2 separate regions of the Xenopus laevis genome follow, and region 1 is linked to region 2. Evidence: chromatin contacts called from public Hi-C data. All regions are on one chromosome and are shown on one strand. Each heading gives the region's core, a stretch centred on a gene start, on an enhancer-like site or on the middle of the called end of the contact. The rest is flanking DNA. Distances are from core to core; before and after follow the strand shown.

The links. A called contact is a pair of places that touch in the nucleus more often than the background predicts.
Region 1: a Hi-C map of the XTC cell line shows a contact between it and region 2, with 4 times the contacts expected there. The contact joins the promoter of capza2.L here to the enhancer-like site in region 2. A contact is called at or near these places in 2 of 4 Hi-C or Micro-C datasets (the XL177 cell line and the XTC cell line).

The regions. Positions count from the first base shown.
Region 1 is chr3L:74,925,262-74,930,507 of Xenopus_laevis_v10.1, forward strand. capza2.L (capping actin protein of muscle Z-line subunit alpha 2 L homeolog) reads left to right here and starts at 3,705. Exons shown (of 10, transcript NM_001092030.1): 1 at 3,705-3,984. The coding sequence starts at 3,946.
Region 2 is chr3L:74,571,255-74,577,137 of Xenopus_laevis_v10.1, forward strand. No RefSeq gene overlaps it. Among protein-coding and RNA genes, the nearest start is that of tes.L, 34 kb to the right of the region's middle. Within about 2 kb of position 4,462, at least 1 of the 7 cell types and tissues checked has an H3K27ac peak or open chromatin away from gene starts, as enhancers often do.

The DNA.
Region 1 (5,246 bases), core at 2,455-4,954, 350 kb after region 2:
GAGTAACAATATCAGATTGGGCTTTAACAACTATCCCATCAGCAGTCCTAATAGACAACATGGGCCCAAAAACCCTGGTCTTGCTGGAGCTTCCTAGTTAAAATGTGGTCCAGCTTATCTTTGAGACAGAAAAATTGATGTTGTGTATGCCTAAGGGACTCACCTGTGTTTGACAGGCTTGCATCAGGGCTGCCAAAGCATGTGAGCTGGAATTATGCTTATGTAGGTGTTGCACATTAGAGACACCCTTTTTCAGCAGTAACAATCTTTTTTTGTGTGTGAGGCAATACTGATTATGGGCTTTATGGGCAGCCTAGAGTATGCTCATGGAAAGTGATTTGTCTAAATTATCAACCCAATAATTCTCAATGGCGTCAGCAATCTTATTACATAATGCAAAAGCTGTCAGGACAGATTCATACAGACGCCATGCATGTTCTCCTGGAAGCCGACCAGGGACATCCAGATTGAGAAATATAAACACAATCAATCCTGGAGTAGGAATTATGAGGAGCTGAATAGAAAGTGTAGCCATTTGTATTAGGGTGAAAATATCGCCAGGGATCTATTACGTAGGAATCGTGAGGATGCTGTTTCAGATAGTTTGGAGCTAATGAGGAAGTTGAGATGACTGGGCCTTTCCTATCCTGCTTAGGATTCATTACTTAAGTAAAATCTCCTAGTAAAACCAGTGTCTGCTGCACATGTTTGAGCAACAAGGAGAACACATCTAAATAAATTATTGAAGGCTTTCTGAAGATGCATATATATTCATAAGGGTAATTGGTTTGCCTAGGATAGTGCCATAAAGTAATAAGTACCTAGTTTCAGTGTCTAACATAACTGTTTCGGGGACAAAGACTACATAAGGTCAGAACGCTATCAGTCCAGTGGGTCTCCTGTAAAGTTACAAAATCAGCATGTGACTTAAGATAAGATGAGGCAGCTACTTTCTGCTTTGTGGGAGAGTTAATGCCCTTGACATTATGGGTTACTATAGTAATTTAAGTCCCCTTATTGCAATACAGTAAGCTCCAATGTAAAAACCCTTATGGTCAGTGAATAGGCATAACATTATCATTATCTGTGGACAGTGCCCAAAAGGGCTGAAAGTAAAACAAAGTCCTAATATATGTCCCACAAATAAGGAAAAGGCCCTTATAGAAAGCTGGGATAGATTATCAGTGGCATAATGTCCTGAATGTCCAACAGAAATAAACTCTAGTAGTAAAGAGTGGTGCATTGTACATATTTTATTTAGTCTTCGAGCATTCCCACAACCCCACTTTTTATGCATTTTTGTACTTTAGCAGAGTTGCTCTGCAGGAAGTATGGTCAAACTTCCAAGTAGTTGCAGCACCACCAGCTCAATGCTGTAGCTCCCATACTTCCCAGCTATAGTCAGGTGATCCCAGTGGTGACCAATAAAAGGGCAACCATGTTTGGGAGTTTTAACCTTGAAAGCAGCAAGTTGCAGGTAAAACTTAGTCCCTGAAGCAATAGAATTCTTAATAAATCAGATGAAAATTGAGTGTAGGACTGGCCAGATATGTGATGACTTTGACGTAGTTGCCCAGCTTAAATATATTGCAATATATGGACAAACAATACCTGTTTTGTTTAAAGCGTAAGGCATTTTATAGTAGTTGTATGTACAAATGTCTCAATGTCTTAAATATAGTGATAATGAGTTGAGTGCAAAGGACCTCTTGTATCTGCAGCACCCCCACACCTGTCCCTTTAATGGTGGTCTGATTCCTTTAAAAATGGCAGGTGGCCTGGACAAGCTGGGGAGGATTAAGCCTGTGAAAGCAGGTTTTGGTCTTGGCAGTCTCTCTCCTTTAAAATCTAATGGTTAGGGGACCAGTTTGGTCAGGGACACATCCCAAGAAATGTTTTAGGGGCGGCATGCTGCTCTGTTGCTTACTAGTAGAGGTTGCAAATAAAATGGCGCTGGACAAGAGATTCAACAGCTGTTTTAATCTCCTGTCCACCTAGTTTGCAGTGCAGCTCCATTCTTCCTTTTAGTAGTGCGGAGGGAGATGGCAGGCACGGTAGGTAATGGGAGCTGGGAAGGAAGTGCACGCCATTGGTGGGGGGAAGAAAGATCAGTCATGGCCGAGGAGTGTAGGCCCGAGGGCAGAGGAAGTGAGCATAGTCACGGCGGGTTGGAGCCCACTACCTTCATCGGCCTAGGGGACACCTCATTTCAAAATCTGGCCCTGTCCAAATGAGGGGTATGCGTGTCCTAATGATCCCTGCCAGAAGCACAGTAGGAGGGGAATATCATATCACAACTCTGCAGTCACACAAACATACCTCCCAACTGTCCAGTTTTCTTCAGGACAGTCCTGATTTTGACAGCTCAGCCTGCAGTCCCGGGTTTCTTACTGAAATGTCCTAACTTTCTCTTTGATCTCCTGCACTGAACAGTTTCAACAATTTAACATAAACAAAGATAAAATTATAACAATTTAAGATAAGCAGGTCTCTTGCGAGAACTGAGACTAGCATCTTAAAGAGGCTGTTCACCTTCAAACAACTAGTTATTTTCAGATAGATCACCAGAAATAACTTTTTCTAATTACTTTTATTTTCTATGTGTGACTATTTTTCTAACATTGAAGTGTAATTTTTCAACTTCTAAAGCAGCTCTGGGAAGGGGGGGGGGGTCGCAGACCTTGTAAACTGTTCTAAATTAATACATTTAGTTGATACATTTCTTATCTTTGACCCTGCTGAGCAGAATCTCTGGGTTTCATTACAGGCAGCTGTTAGAACTGATACAATAGTTGCTAATACTCCAGAGATGCTGCTGAGAAATGTATTAACTGACTGTTGCGCAACTGTAACAGTTTAGAGACTGCACCTGAATTACTGAGCTGCCAGACTCAAACAACAGCGACAGGGACATTAAACTTCGATTTTAGAAAAACAGTAAAAAATAAATAATGGAAAGTAATTGGAAAAAAAGTCTGGGGGAACAACCTGAAAACAACTGAACTGAAAAAAAGTGCTTGGAAGGTGAACAACCCCTTTAAAGAGCAATTCCTCTTTATTCGCAAAACTGTTATAACACAGAAAACATTGCACTAAAACTCCCAGAAATGTGTTCACAACCTGCCACATTTTGTAAAATTGACATGGTAAATAGGGGGTGTGGCCATAAAATTCCCACACAACCTTTCCTCCCTCTTTCCATTTTTTGAATGTTGGTTGGTATGCACAAAGCAAAGCTAGGCTCCAGTTCTCTATCAGGTCAGTGTAGCTGCTCAGGCAGCAGGAAGTGACACAGATGGGTGGGACCAGTAGAGTCCTTGCAGTCATTTCTAATAAATCAACCAGACAAAATCCCTTTTAAAGCACATTCCTTCTACAGTTTAAGGAGTATAATGCACTGGCACACTTATTTTGCACACACTGTCTCCTTTAATATTTGTATCTTCTATTCAGATCAGAATCTGTGGCACCATCATAAGAAGGCTGGAGCAGTGAAAGAGCTTGATGACAAAACCTAAACGCAGAACCCTCAGCTACAGAGCTGCGCCCAGTTCTAACCATGCCCTCAAGCGTCGAGCTTGGGCAGAGCCCACAGCCTCATATCTATGACACACTATCAGTTTCCCGGAAATGTATTTCACGTGGGTCGTGGCAGTGACGTAAAACATGGTGCACGGAAGTACACGCGATTAAGCTGTGTCTATATTCCCAGGCTCGCGGTTTTACGGTGGCTAAACCCCTGCAATGACATATTTACTGTAGCACAAAAGGGGGCACCGCTGCTTCGCTACTGATCAAATAACTGTCATGGCTGCGTTTCAGCTTCCTTCCACATAGCTTGTACGCGCCCTCTCTGCCCTGCCCGTGCGCGCTCTCGGCTTCCTCTCCCACACGGCGAGACCCCGCCCCACGGGTACGAGCAGTCAAGAGAAGGGGGCGAAGAAGATGGCCGACATGGAGGAGCAGCTGTCTGATGATGAGAAGGTTGGTTGTTGGTTCTTTGTATACGATATGAAAGCTGTCATTTAAAGTGTAGAGGTGTCCAGTAAGAAGGACTCAATCCCCTCCCCATCCCGTTTGCTGGTAGAGGCCAATGCTGCTTTGAATAACTGGGCGAGGGGTCGCAAGCCGCCCTCTGAACACGGTGGGTTAATTCAGGTGAGAGCACTTTGGTTAAAATGCTGCAGACCCTGTAACGAGCATAAGTACAGGCCGGAAGGAATAGGACAGGCAGTGCGGCCAGCGGCTTGGCTCTTCCTCCTCCTCTAGTGTTGCCGCTCCATGTACGGCTAATGCACGAAAATAGGAGCCAGGAGGCTTGAGACCTCCCCCAGGCCAACTGCAAACTTGTCTGTCTGTTGCAAACTGTCTGCTGTCACCCCCTCCCATTCTTTCCCTTTGGGGTCTGTCACTTTATGGGGCATAGACTGGACGGTATATAGTAGCCCAACTGTGGGCCTTAGAGCAGCTCATATCTATCATCTCTCCTTTATGTTGCCTAATCTCTCCTCACAGCATTGATAAATCCAGTACTGTAACTTCCACACCACACTGTTACAAATGGCAGGCACTACCAGCAATGGGGGGTGAGGGTTATAATGTCTCTGATTAGTTTCCCAAATGACAGCGATCCATTTATGCTGCCCAACATTTGTGCTGATCCTCACTATTATCTGGCTTGTGGGACAACTGAGCAAAACATGGACTATTTGCCCAGACATTTATTTGTATAGACCGACCTATTCCATAGTGCCATAAATGTGTGAAATACAAAGAATGCCATCTAAATCTATTCTTTTGCAATTGCTAGACAGAGCACTGTTTGTAAGAGCTTGTAATCCATAATCATACTTTGAAGCAGAAAAGTCAAAATACTTTAGACTGCTTTATTTTTTTTTAATAAACACAATCTGTCCGCCTGTGGATTCATTCAGTCCAATAGTTCGGCCTTACAGTGGTCGAACTTCATTTTCCGACAGCTTGGGTTTCCAGACAAATGGTTACAATACACAGAGAAGCCGCTTCTTTCTCTGACTCTGATTTCTCTTATGTGCCAGCGTCAGTCATGGTCCACCAAGATTCTTCAGTACCTTACCCAATTAAAGGAGAAGAAAAGCTACCAAGGCATTTCATTGCCAATAGATTAGCTATAATAGTGCACCCTAGAACATATTTATTCTGTAGAATGCTTTACCATACCTTAGTAAACAGCTCTAGAAGCTTTCTTATTGATTTAGGATAGCAGC
Region 2 (5,883 bases), core at 3,212-5,711:
AATCTGACAAGGGGCTAGACATATTGTCAATTTCCCAGCTGCCTCCAGTCATGTGACTTGTGTTCTGATAAACTTCAATCACTCTTTACTGCTGTACTGCAAGTTGGAGTGATATCGCCCCCTCTCTTTCCTCCCCCCAGCAGCCTAACAACAGAACAATGGGAGGGTAATGAAATAGCAGCTCCCTAACACAAGATAACAGCTCCCTGGAAGATCTAAGAACAGCACTAAATAGTAAAAGCCAAGTCCCACTGAGACACATTCAGTTACATTAAGTAGGAGAAATAACAGCCTGCCAGAAAGTAATTCCATCCTAAAGTGCAGACACAAGTCACATGACTGGGGCATCTGGGAAACTGACAAAATGTCTAGCCCCATGTCAGATTTCAAAATTGAATATAAAAAAAATCTGTTTGCTCTTTTGAGAAATGGATTGCAGTGCAGAATTCTGCTGGAGCAGCACTATTAACTGATGTGTTTTGGAAAAAACATGTTTTTCCATGACAGTATACCTTAAAGTACAATAGATCTTGCCAAACTAATTGTTGTGGGCAATGGAGTATTTTGTAATTGCACTGTGAGGGTCATGAGGTTGTGGAATGTCCTGCTGTATGATTTGTGATGGCAGATTCTTTAAATGCGTTGGATGATTTCTTGAACAAACAAAATATTAAATGCCTTTAAGAGTGGCTTGGGTGATTTCTTGAACAAAAATAATATCCAAGGCTATTGTTAGCTACAGTTAGTATAGATATTGGTATATATAGTTTTTACATATGTGAATATATACATAGGTCTATAATAGGTGTATATACTGTATGTGCACTGGGGTATTTGGATGGGGTTGGAACTTGATGGACTTTGGTCTTTTTTTCAGCCCAACTTAACTATCTAACTATAGGCCGGATTCACTTCATTGAGTAAAAAATATCTCATGGTTTATCACATGAAAACTTATGGACGAGATTCAAGTTAAGGAGAAAAAACTTTTCTCCAAATTCAGTTCCAGTTTTTTTCCCATAGACTTCAATAGAGTTTTCACCTGATAAACCATGAGATAATTTTTTTCTGAATTGAATTGCTTCTCAAATTGAATCTCATCCATGACTTTTCATGTGATAAACCCTTTTCTCACTGAATTGAATCTGGCCCTATGTAACTGTACATTTTAAAGATCTTCGTTCCATAACACATTACAAATCATGATGTTTATTCATTATTCAATTATACAATGAACTATTTGTGTTATTTTAGCAATTGTTTGAAAATTTAAATACTTTGAACTGTTTTTGAGGATCTACCTTGAATCAGTACACAACATATATCCATGAAATACACAAAAGTAAAGAACAGATGCTTTGTATTGTGAATATTACATTCCGTGTAATGCCATTAGCTGGCATTTATAGTAATATGTTTCATTTTAGACTCTCTCGTTGCTGAAAGTATGTTTCATTTTAGACTCTTTCGTTGCTGAAAGTATATTTTCTATAAAACACACATAAATATTTTAAGTGCTGGATTCTCATTAGAGAAAAAAATATTCCTGTACAGTAGATAGGAATGAAAAACAGAATACCTGAACGTTTACCTCTGTTTTAACAGGCCTATCATAACACAAACTAAAATCACAGAAAACAGTTGGCATTCAGTTAACAATCACACTTTTAGGGGTGGAGGAACAGCTTACTTTGTTATCATAAAGTAAGACATTTATTAATCAGCTGGTATTACGTACAAAGAACAGAAAAAATGGGTATATTTGATCCTCAAAAGGTGACTGCTGGGTTTTCTGTTCACCCCTTTTCTTCTCAGTGTGCATGTAAGCTACATTAGAATGTCAAGCAGAAAGACAATTGCTGTCAACTATATTTCAGTTTAAAGTCAAAAATTTCCAGCTGCTCTGGTGCCAAAGTGAATGCAATGTTACTAACAAAGTGTACCATGTGTCTACACAGATAAAAGTTTAGATTCTCATTAAAGTGGAAACAAACACTAAAAATAAGGAAAACTGACATCTATGAAAATGCAACACATTCAGTTTTATACCATCAGAAGAGGCAGCTCAGGAGCAGGTTATACAGTAACAGAACATAATATTAAAACGAATGCCTTTTAAACTCTCTCCATGTTTTTTTATAAAAAAGCTGGATTGATCAAGCAGATTTCTTGTTTTCTAGTAGACTTAAGGCATGAAGATCCAAATTACAGAAAGATACGTTATCCAGAAAACCCCAGGTCTCAAGCATTCTGGATAATAAGTCTCATACCTGTATAATGTGATCACAAATACAAGTAAAGTGTAATGTTACAAACTATAGACAATGTGAAAACAATATGGCAATGAAAGAAATATTTATGAATTAAATCGCCTGCCACCACGTCCAGAGTAATATGAATCAGGGTAGGCAGTCAGCAGAAAAAATAGTAAACATAAAGAATCCACTTACAAAATAGAGGTGGAAAAAATTCTATTTTACCTGCATTGCCCAGTGTGGTTGGAAGTAAAAGAGGTAATTTACGAAGTGGAAGTGCAAAAAACAAGTACAATTCACCATTTTATTTTGCACTTTGCACCCTGCTTTTCACTCTAGTGTAATTGCAATGGGTCTGTGTGCGCTGTTTCAGAGCCCAGGCACCCCCATATATATAATGCTGCCTGCATTTGGCAGTGCTATATTCATGAGGTATGGGAAAGGGGAGGCACATGGGTGTCCATGCTACCGCATACAGGCCCTCTTCTTACACCTGCCAAATGGCAGAATTTTCTGACATGAGGTGCAGCCAGACTCCAGACAGAAGGGCTCCCTGCATATGTACCAAGAGGATTTAAATATGGTCTAATGGACCCTTAATTTGCCAAAACTACCTGTGATTTCCATCCCATTCATTTTCTGCTGTTGCTTTGTCAACATGAGTTTCTTCCGAGTATTCCAATTTCCTCCCATATTCCAAAAACATAAAAGCAGGTTAACTGGCTTCTGACACAATTTAAGGTTACCAGATAACTTGAAAATTCATGAACATTTATACAGTGATCTGATTACCTTAAAACAATTAGTCTCAGCATGTGTGAATGTTACAGGGACCTTATATTGTAAGCTCCACTGGGGAAGGCTTTGATGGATAAAATATATGAAGTACTATGTAAATGTGTCAGCGCTATATAAATAACACATAAGAAATAAATACTATCCCTCAGAGTATCTGCTCCAGAAAACAAAAGTCATGCTGATTTGTAACAACAGGACTGAAACAAACAATCTGTACTATCCCCCCACACCCCTCTATCCCATTTGTTGAAATAAAACTAATTGTAGCCAAGTGATGTGTGAAACATAGGTAGAGATCACAGGTAGGTATCAAGCTGTAGGTGAGTTCTTTGGAACATGAATGGCTTTGGAATGGGTGCAAAAGTAGAAGAAATAGAAATGGGTTTTCACTGAACTCTTAGGTATGGGAGTAATAAAGGAAAGGGAAAGGAACAGGGGGGAAAGGGTAGCATTTTTCTTTGACAAGGCAACCAACAGAATATTCTCTACTGGATAACCGTTAATCATTATATATGAATATACAGTAATTAATCTCTTTATAGGAAGGATCAACGCCTCCTCAAAGCTTCACTTGTCTCTGCCTATAGAATAGAATAGAAAACAGTATAACTGAGGTATTCTTGAAATGAGAAAGGAATGGAATACAGTGTGGATAAAATTATAAAAAAAAAGGATTAGGTAATAAGCTTTTTGCAAAGATAAATTTGTTCTCCAACATTAAAACTTGAATTATTTTTTGTGAGTTTTAGAACATTTTTCTATGATCCTGTCCAGTGTATTCTTATAGTGATACACAAATGGACAGTTGAAATACTGCTATTATTCTGCCCTATCTCCAAAATATATGTGAACTAATGAATATCATTACAAATTTTTATAAATATTCTTATTTGTTCAGTTTAGCAATCAAAAGTAAATATGAATATTATTCCTGCTTTATACACTTTACTAATCAGTGTTTGATGCATAAACACAGTGAGAATTCTTTTATGAAAACTCCAGATCAAATTGATAAATACTTTGCATAAATAACTCCGCATGCACGTCAACATAAGTTTGATTCACTTAAAATGACAATTGTTCCTAGTAAATAGAAATACAGATACTTCAATAGATACATTTTTTTCACAAACAACAAGGAAGTCTATAAAACCTATTTTTCAAAAATGATTGAGAAAATATCCTAATATAAATACTGTGCTACTTTTGTATGGTTTTGCAAGGGAACATTAAAATAATATTAAAATAAACTAAAGGGGAAAAAAAGTTTAAATCATGGCCACAATTTGGGAACATTTTCGTTTTTGCCTTGAAGTATAATATATTACACAAGCTCCATTGTTGTCATTGAAGTCAATTTCTACAGCTATTTAAAGTTTGCTCCTCCCCGCTGCTCTTCTCCAGACAGTGTTAGGTGGCAGGCAGCATGCTGAGCATAGACATGGCTAGCAGCCTGACATACATTAGACAGCACCAGCCAGGAGCAGGTTTACTAATTGTTTTTAATGAAAACAAATGTAGTATCATGCTTTAGGGCAAAAACAAGAATGACACAGCTCATAGATGTTAGTTTCCCACTTTAATCCTCACAATCCTGGGACTTAGTATACAAACATATTAAAAATAAAATAAAATGAAAGTAAAAGTATATTTAGATCTGAATTTAAAAAAAGTGAGATATATTGATAAGTATATTTTTTGCATACCAGTTGTAACCACTGATGCTTTTTGGTAGGATCTAGAATAACTTGGTAGGATAACTTTATCAGCAATATAAGCTTTCTGTGTTTCTTTTAAGATTATAGTATCTGCCTGGCATATGCTAAAAATGATAAGCACCCAGACATTGCAATCAGAGGAAATATCAATGAGGTACTCTACTGGGGAAGAGTTACAGAGGTTTTTCTGCAGATGAGTTTGCCAGTGCAATGTCAATAAACACAGAACTAAGAGGAAATATTAAAGGATTCACCTACCGACACTGTTTTGTTTTACCCAATGCAACAAAACATAACAGTTCTTTAGATGCCCGAATGAAGCTGTATAAATATAGAATTGTATTATTTTTTTTACCGTACTTTAGAAATCAGAGCACATGGAAAATACAGCACAGTTTCTTTGAGATAACTAACTAAAGCTACAAAATGAGCACTGTATTTTCAAGGTACATGGTTCAAAAGTTGTAAGATTACTACTAAGGTTGTTTTATTCTTTACCACATTTGGAACAGGAAGTCTGTGTTGTTCTTGAAGAATTCTGAAAAGCAATGTCACACTCTGATGACCTCTTCTCCTCATTAAAACGTTCCCAAAGACAGCTCTCTGCATGATGTTTTGTATCTTCAGCAGCCATGAACTAATTTGTACCTCTTATTTTGATCATGCACTGGTGAAAGCACCAAACAATATTTCCCTTTAAACAGGGAGAGGTCTTTCAACAGCTCAGCATGTACTTCTACCCTCTTTTTAATCTTGGAGCACCTATTTATTTGCTCTTTTCACCACTAAATCTTCTTTGCTCTTTTTAGCCCCCCTGCAAAGCTGTTAGTTAAAATCCTCAGTGTTTTTTTTCTCCATAGGCTTGTATTCGAAAAGAGGCATTACCATAAAAAGGAAGATAAGAAAATAAAGAGAATGGTTTTAGGTTATATTTGAATTTGTAATTTTTAATCCAGCAGTGTTCAAATATTTGCTGTATTCCATTCAGATGAAATGTTTTTGAACCTTTCCTAGCATGATAGAACATGGACTACATGTGGCACTTAGAGAGTTTGTACACATAATATAATATAATGGGCTGAAGAATGCATTTGAATACCATAGACAGATTT